2 separate regions of the Zea mays genome follow, and region 2 is linked to region 1. Evidence: chromatin contacts called from public Hi-C data. All regions are on one chromosome and are shown on one strand. Each heading gives the region's core, a stretch centred on a gene start, on an enhancer-like site or on the middle of the called end of the contact. The rest is flanking DNA. Distances are from core to core; before and after follow the strand shown. Region 1 holds the start of LOC103629533 (pre-mRNA-processing-splicing factor 8A). Region 2 holds the start of LOC100279788.

What was found. A called contact is a pair of places that touch in the nucleus more often than the background predicts.
Region 2: a Hi-C map of ear shows a contact between it and region 1, with 4 times the contacts expected there. The contact joins the promoter of LOC100279788 here to the promoter of LOC103629533 in region 1. A contact is called at or near these places in 4 of 25 Hi-C or Micro-C datasets (bundle sheath, ear, leaf and 1 more).

Annotation. Positions count from the first base shown.
Region 1 is chr6:89,767,356-89,771,299 of Zm-B73-REFERENCE-NAM-5.0, reverse strand. LOC103629533 (pre-mRNA-processing-splicing factor 8A) reads left to right here and starts at 2,159. Exons shown (of 13, transcript XM_008650629.3): 1 at 2,159-2,697; 2 at 3,703-3,826; 3 at 3,921-3,944. The coding sequence starts at 2,402.
Region 2 is chr6:90,266,856-90,270,228 of Zm-B73-REFERENCE-NAM-5.0, reverse strand. It overlaps LOC100279788, which reads left to right and starts at 1,474. Exons shown (of 1, transcript NM_001152746.2): 1 at 1,474-2,826. The coding sequence starts at 1,646. The coding sequence ends at 2,719.

The DNA of each region.
Region 1 (3,944 bases), core at 910-3,409:
CAATATGCCTTGGAATGTTGCTTGGGCTCCCACACCTTCAAATGGCGGGTTGGGTGAAGTATATATAGGCCCCAACTCAACTAGCCATTGAAAAGCATACTGTTGTAAGGGTGGCACACCGGACAGTCCTGTCAGCCAACGGTGTGCCAACTGTGTGCCACCGGTGAGCCAACTGTGTGCCAACGGTGTGCAGCCAACGACTAGTTCTGACAACCGGACAGTCCGGTGCGCCAACAGTGTGCCAACGATGAGTCAACTGTGTGGTACCGGTGAGCCAACTGTGTGCCACGTTATGTGCACCGGACAATGAATAGTGATGGAAACTTTATTGGTTGCCCTGTCGCCAACTGTGTGCCACCGGTGAGCCACCGATGCGCCAACTGATAGCCCATCTTCTAGGTCTTCTGTATTTTGTTCTTGGGCTCCTTTGGTCTTGAGTCTTGGACTTCTAAGCTCTTTTTATGTCTTCATTTGAGGTGTTGCATCCTTAGTGTCTTAGTCCAATCCTCTCTGCATCCTGTGAACTATAAACATAAACACTAGCAAACACATTAGTCAACAGGTTATGTTGATCTCAAACACCAAAACCTATTGAGCCAAATGGCCTGGGGTCCATTTTCCTTATAGCTGGATTTGCGACGGACTGGTGAAGAAGACGTTGGTGCAGTGGACCCACCTGCCAGCGGCCCAGGGAGAGAAACACACGAGCTCATGGTAGTGCGTTGCGGCGCAGGGTATGGCACACGGGTCCCACCAGACAGCGACTGGTCATGAAGTGAGACCGCGCACGGTGAGGACGTGAGGGGAGGTTGACACACCGACATTTGAGTGTTAGTGCATCTCATTTGGTCATTTTATTGCATATTTTGAAGTATTTTTGATTCACAAGTGATTCAAGTGTTCTTATGTGAAAATCTTGTACATTCATGTAAATTATATGTATACACATGCATACTAACTCTTCATACAGCTAAAATGTCCACACATGAGCAATGATACCTATTTGAAATTCAAAATCAGAAAATGGACAGAGAATCAAAAACTGAGTGCCAGGTCTCGGACCGTCCGAACCTCTAGATCTCATACCATTCGGGCACTGACCGCGGACGGTCCAAGCATCCACCGCGGACCTCCAGTGACATACAAATTATAAAGGACAGATTTAGCGCCACACTCACTTTCTCACCTTGCTTAGACCATCTCTTCCTTTCAAAGTGCTAAAAGCTGTTGTTTGTATATTGAGAAGGGAGATCCGAGGATCGTCTGGACAGTGCAAGTTCATCAAAAAGGATGTCTTCATCACGATATTCTTATCAAAATTGGATTTTCTCTTAGTTTGAATGAATTAGGGTTTCATTTATGTTCTGATTTTGAGCAATTGTTTTCGTGATTTAGTTAGGGATATGTTAGTATTCATGTTGATGATATTACAATTCAAATTTGGTGCAATTTCATTGGGTACTCATTGAACATCGATGGAATCATTGAAACTTTATATGGTAGTAGTATATTTCTTGTGGGAACATGTTTTAAGAGACTTTTAAGGGGTGTTTAGGATTGCTCTAGGTTTCAGCTTCAGTGTAAAGCTGTAGTTTATAACTTAAATTTAAATAGTTTTAAAAATTATTTTTAATCTAAATAATAAAAAATAACGTATCTAAATCTCTACTATATTAAAGCAATAGTTTAAACGACCATTCCGCATCATCCTTCCCGCTTAATAAAAAATAAAGTAAAATTGTGTCAAATGGGGGTTTGATCCTTGGTTGTTGTCTTTATATTCACAACCACCTAACAAATAAAATACACATATTTTTGTGTCATATTAAAACAAAGTAGCATGTCTTGTAACTAACTAGTGTCTTTTAAAGGTTCACAACTTCAGCTTCACGATTTTCTAAAGCTCTTAATAATTCGCTTCACAACGTCACCAAATTTTTTAAAGCTGAAACAGTATGAAACAAAACTATTAGGATGTACCATTTTATTTTATTCCTTACTTCAGAACTCACAGGTCCGTTGTTCTCGCCAAACCACAGTCCCCACACCCATCCCGTCGTTTTTTCTTTCCCTCTCCATTTTTCCCTTCAATCACCCTGGCACTCTAGGATGCTGCTCTTTAAAATGCGACGTGGTCGTGGCAACAACTAAAGTATGTCACTCAGTTTGAAATGTTGTCATCATCCCTTTTCGCACCATACGAGTAGGCTCTAGCCATTGCCGCTAGCCCGCTACCAACGTTCTATTCTGAATTGAGTTAAAAAAAAAACGTTCTATTCTGAAGAGCGGCTTCCATTTTGCCAATTTTCTCATCTCTCGAACACACACCACCTGGCTTGACGACGCTTAAGCCCTAGCGGCAGGTGCCGGAGGCCGCTGCGCCGCGCCCGCCCCGTCGCCGATGTGGAACGGCGTGCCGCCTCCGCCTCCGCCTCCGTTGCAGATGGCGGCGGCCCCTCCTCCCCCTGGCACGACGGTGCCCGGGGCAGGCCAGCCCCCGCCCCCGCCCCCGCCGCCTGCCGGGGCGTCGCAGGGCGGCAAGCCGCTGACACCGATGGAGCTGGAGGCGCAGCTGGTGGAGAAGGCCCGCAAATGGCACCAGCTCAACTCCAAGCGCTACGGCGACAAACGCAAGTTCGGGTTCGTCGAGGCACAGAAGGAGGACATGCCCCCTGAGCACGTCCGCAAAATCACCAGGTAACTTGCGGATCCGCCCCGCCCCTTGACGTTTTACTAAATGCACATGGCTAAGTTCTAGTTTTTTAACGTGTCTTGCTATGGTGGATATGGTTTTCGGTGTTTATGTAGTTGTAGCTTTGAACTGATTGGGTAGGCTGGCCTGTCTCTTGGTGGTATATGTCATACGAGTAGAGAATCTGAAGTTCTTTCTGACTACAGCTGCTAGGGAAGTATCCAAGTTTGGCTTTCACGTGTTTTGATATACTTGGCTATGCACACATTCACCCTTGTGATGTTTTGCGATACATAAGTTGGCTCGAGTCCCAATTTGTATCTATTTGATGGTGTAGGGTCATGGCAGTGATATGGTAGTAGCTTTAGCTGTTTCGAATTGTGACGCAGCGCTAGCTCTTGATCGCCATCTCAGGTTATGGACTTATGGGATCATCTTTCGATTTCGTTGTCACTGCAGACATCCCTAGATGCTTCTTTTGGTGTATCAATTTCTGTTTTTCGTTTATTTATACCTTCTCTTGGAAAATCTGAAGTATTATTTTTTAGTAATTTTCTATGACATAAGTCATTGTTTGGTATTTAATTATCCTTGAGTAAGTTGGAGTTCAGTTTTGACCAATGATTGAAGAAACAACTCTATTAACGAGTTCAGCAGATTTAAGAATGAGATTCTATAGGCAGTTGAAAGGTTATGCACTTCTATTTGTGTGGGATTCTTAAGGTTCCATTTCTTGTTGTCGATATGCTTAGGTTCGGTGTTCATTGCTGTTTCCATCTACTGTTGTGGGATCTGAGTTTCTGGTTCCTTCTGCCTTTAAAGCTGGCGTCCCTAGAGGAGAAACTACAAAATAGATATATAGATATGTATTTAGCTTTCATTTGCAAGCTGGTTGTACCTTCTATCTACATAGATGCATTTGTCATCCATTCGTTTCAATGACACCTATTTTAATTGTAGAGTGTATCCTATTTTTGGTGCACTAAATTTATCATTATTTTATTTAACAGAGACCATGGAGACATGACTTCCAAGAAGTACAGACATGATAAGCGTGTTTATCTTGGAGCACTCAAATTTGTGCCCCACGCTGTGTACAAACTGCTGGAGAACATGCCGATGCCTTGGGAGCAGGTACACATTTATTCATGTCCTTAGATGTATGGTTAAATAGCTTATCCTTTTCTTTTCATGTGGCATTATTTTTTATTGATACACTTGTTTTCAGGTTCGCCATGTGAAAATCTTGTAT
Region 2 (3,373 bases), core at 225-2,724, 500 kb before region 1:
CGGGTGAGAGAATAATCAGCCACGTTCAGGTTTTAGTTGCATAATCTGGATGAACTTCTTAGCTCATGGCATTCTTTAATGACTGCCAAAGAGTGGCCACATGTATATGCAACTTGACCATGAGCTTTGTATAGTAGAAGAAATGGTTACAATATGGTTTGAGATGATCATGTGTATTGGTGACCGGTACAGCTTGTGCCACATGATCTAATGTGTACAAACATTGTTCCTATACTATAATAATAAATGTAGATATTGAGTACTCTATTGATAGGGTGCCCGTAAGGGTGTCTCCTGTTCTAGTATATATTATAACCACGTTCTATCCATGCAATTCAAGGATTCTATCTGTTGGTGTCGAAGTGATGTGATGTCATAGTTTTTTTTCCTTTTCTTTTCCGGCGGCTTCTCTCATCCGTTCCAAGTTCCGAGGTTGATTGGCAACAGGAGTAGTGGTCAGGGCTCAGGGGGCGCTCAGATCTCGATCTGGACCTCGTCCACACGTACACGCGTGGCTAGTAGCAATGCAGCCGATGCACATACACACATCACATTTTTGCGACAGAACGCAAGCAGCCAGTCCACCACCCGTCCACGCCTTGCGCGGTCCTGACTGCAGCTACGATGATCTCCAAAACCCGACACCTGAAAGCTTCAACGAATTTCATCCACCCCCATCTCCACCGGCACAAGCGACGACGTTCCACAGAAATCGCCATCGGCCCCGGCCACCATTTTCCCACTTTTTGCCCGGTGCCTCCCCAAGCATTCCTTCGCTTTTTTTTTTTTTTTTTTTTTGCCTTACTCGCACGAGGGACCGAGGACGAGGAGGAGAGAACAAGAGCGCAAAGCTGGTGCTTATCCCAGCCGGCCCGGGTGCCTTGCAGCACGCACCTTTTTTTTCGCGAGAAAACGGCCTTCTAACTGCAGCATCGCCAGGTTCTAAAAGCTGAGTGGAAGTGGAAGCCCAAATGCGTGATGGAAAAAAACGCAGTACCAACCTTGCCCAGAGATCGCAATCTTTGTTCCTTCCTTCTTTTCTCACTTTGATGCCAGACAGAGAATCCGGCTTCCTTGACATGAAAAACACTGCTATGTATGTGGATTCTACATTTTCGTTTTTTTAAGGACTATTTTATTGATACAAAATTTTGTTATTAGGTCTAGAAATGTCGCAAGCTGATATGTATAGTACAAAGGATTTGGATTTGGTTTTGGTTTTGGTTTTGGTTTTGGTTTTGATCGGTGGTACTCAAAAGTCAAGGTTTGGTTTAGTGCGAAACGTCGATAGAAAAAGAACGAGATTTACCTTTGCAGGTGCAGCTCGCAAAAGAAGAGCCACGTATGCCCTGCTGCTTTTGTAGCTTTGGTTTGGTTGCTTGCTGTGGCCGTGTGTTTGTGTCTCCCCCAATTGCATATAAGCATGGGCTCCTCACGCTTCACAAGCCTTTGCTCTTGGCCTTTCCCTCATCGCCTAATGTCTTGGACCCTTGCCCCGCCTCCTGCAAGTTGCAGGCAACCGAGAAGCTACCACTACTAGCTGCTCAGGCTCTGCCCAGCTCAAAAGGCGTTCAGGTTTAGTGCACGAAATGAGCAGCGCGCTGCCCGCGGCAGATCGGGCGACAGGGAGAAGGAGGAGGGAGAGATGTTGCTGCTAGGATTAGCCACGGGCTGCTGCGTCCTCGCCGTCGCCGGGGAAGCCGAGAAGCAGGACGGCGGCGGGGCGTCCTCCGGGGGCGGTCATGGTCTTGGTTCCAAGATTAGCCCCGCCGTGCTGTTCGCCGTGGTGATAGCGGCCGTGGTGCTGTTCGTCTCCTGCCTGCTGCATCTCTTGGTCAGGCTCTTGCTCAGGCGCGGCCGTGCCCGTGCCCGTGCGCGCGCGCCGGCCGAGGCCGGTGCCGGTGCCGGCGGTGGGGCGGACGCGGCGGGCGGCGGCGGGGAGGAGTCCGCGTTGCAGAGGCAGCTGCAGCAGCTGTTCCACCTGCACGACGCCGGGCTGGACCAGGACGTCATCGACGCGCTCCCGGTGTTCCTGTACCGGGAGGTGGTCGGCGCCGGCGCCGGCGCCAAGGAGCCGTTCGACTGCGCGGTCTGCCTGTGCGAGTTCGCCGGCGAGGACCGGCTGCGGCTGCTGCCGCTGTGCGGGCACGCGTTCCACATCGGCTGCATCGACACCTGGCTGCTCTCCAACTCCACGTGCCCGCTGTGCCGGTGCGCGCTCGGCGCCGACGCTGCCGCGCTGTTCGACGAGGAAGGCATGTGGGAGCACGAGGACGCCGTGCTCCCCGTGCGCCTCGGCAAGTTCAAGAACCTGGCCAGGGCGGCGCCTGGCCCCGTGCGCGCCGGCGCCGGCATTGTGACCAGGGAGGCCGGCGAGACGAGCAGCAGCAGCCTGGACGCCAGGCGGTGCTACTCCATGGGCTCCTACCAGTACGTCCTCGCCGAGGCGAGCCTCCAGGTGTCCGTCCACAGGAGGCACGGCGACGGCCATGGCAGGGGCGGGGCGGGGCTCAGAGGCGTCGGCGTGGGCTCCAACCGCGCCGGCGCCACAGAGGGGAAGAGGATCGGCGCGGGCAGCAAAGGCGACAGCTTCTCGGTGTCCAAGATTTGGCAGTGGCCGCGGAACGGCAAGGAGAAGCTTCCCGTGCTCGCGTCCGATGACTCGCCGGCCATGAACGGCAGGCTGCCGTGGCAGAGGCCAAGTCCCGGGGATTCGTGAATCGTGTCGTGACACAAAGAAAGCGTGTGTGGTGGTGCGTGCTCCAAACTTGTATTGAGCTTGTCTGCTCGCCCTTTTAACCGCTGATGATGAATTGGTTCATAGGCATTCGTTGTTTATCTTATCTTACTAGTAATAATAAATCTCATTTGCTTGCTTGCTTGCTTGTGGTGGTGGTGATCCTGGCTTTCTAGGTGCATGAGGAAGATGAAACTTGTGTGTTCAACAGAGCATCCCAATCTGGAATTAGCCATTCCATCATTTGCCATTCGCCAGCGTCTTTGCTGACAATATTATACAGACAAAAATGAACTTGGGGAAGTGATAAGTGTTACTACAAGCCAAGGTTAGTACAGAGACGAAATTGCCCTCGCAAACTCGAGGTACCAATCCGTGCTCCGCGTTATTTTTTGTCTTCTAGGTCACACTCTTAAATTTTATTTCGCGAGGGCACTGTTTCGCACCAGTATTCGTTTTAATGGCGGATTATTGTTTTGACAACAAGTACTGTTGCTCAATGCTCAAGCCATCACAAGGACTTGTGAACAAGAAGGGACCGTACACTTGCAGGCCCTTCTCTGGAAATAGAGGAGGAAGGAAGGAAATTTACAGCACAGGACTCGTTCCAGTTCCAGCCCAACCACTCCATTTTCC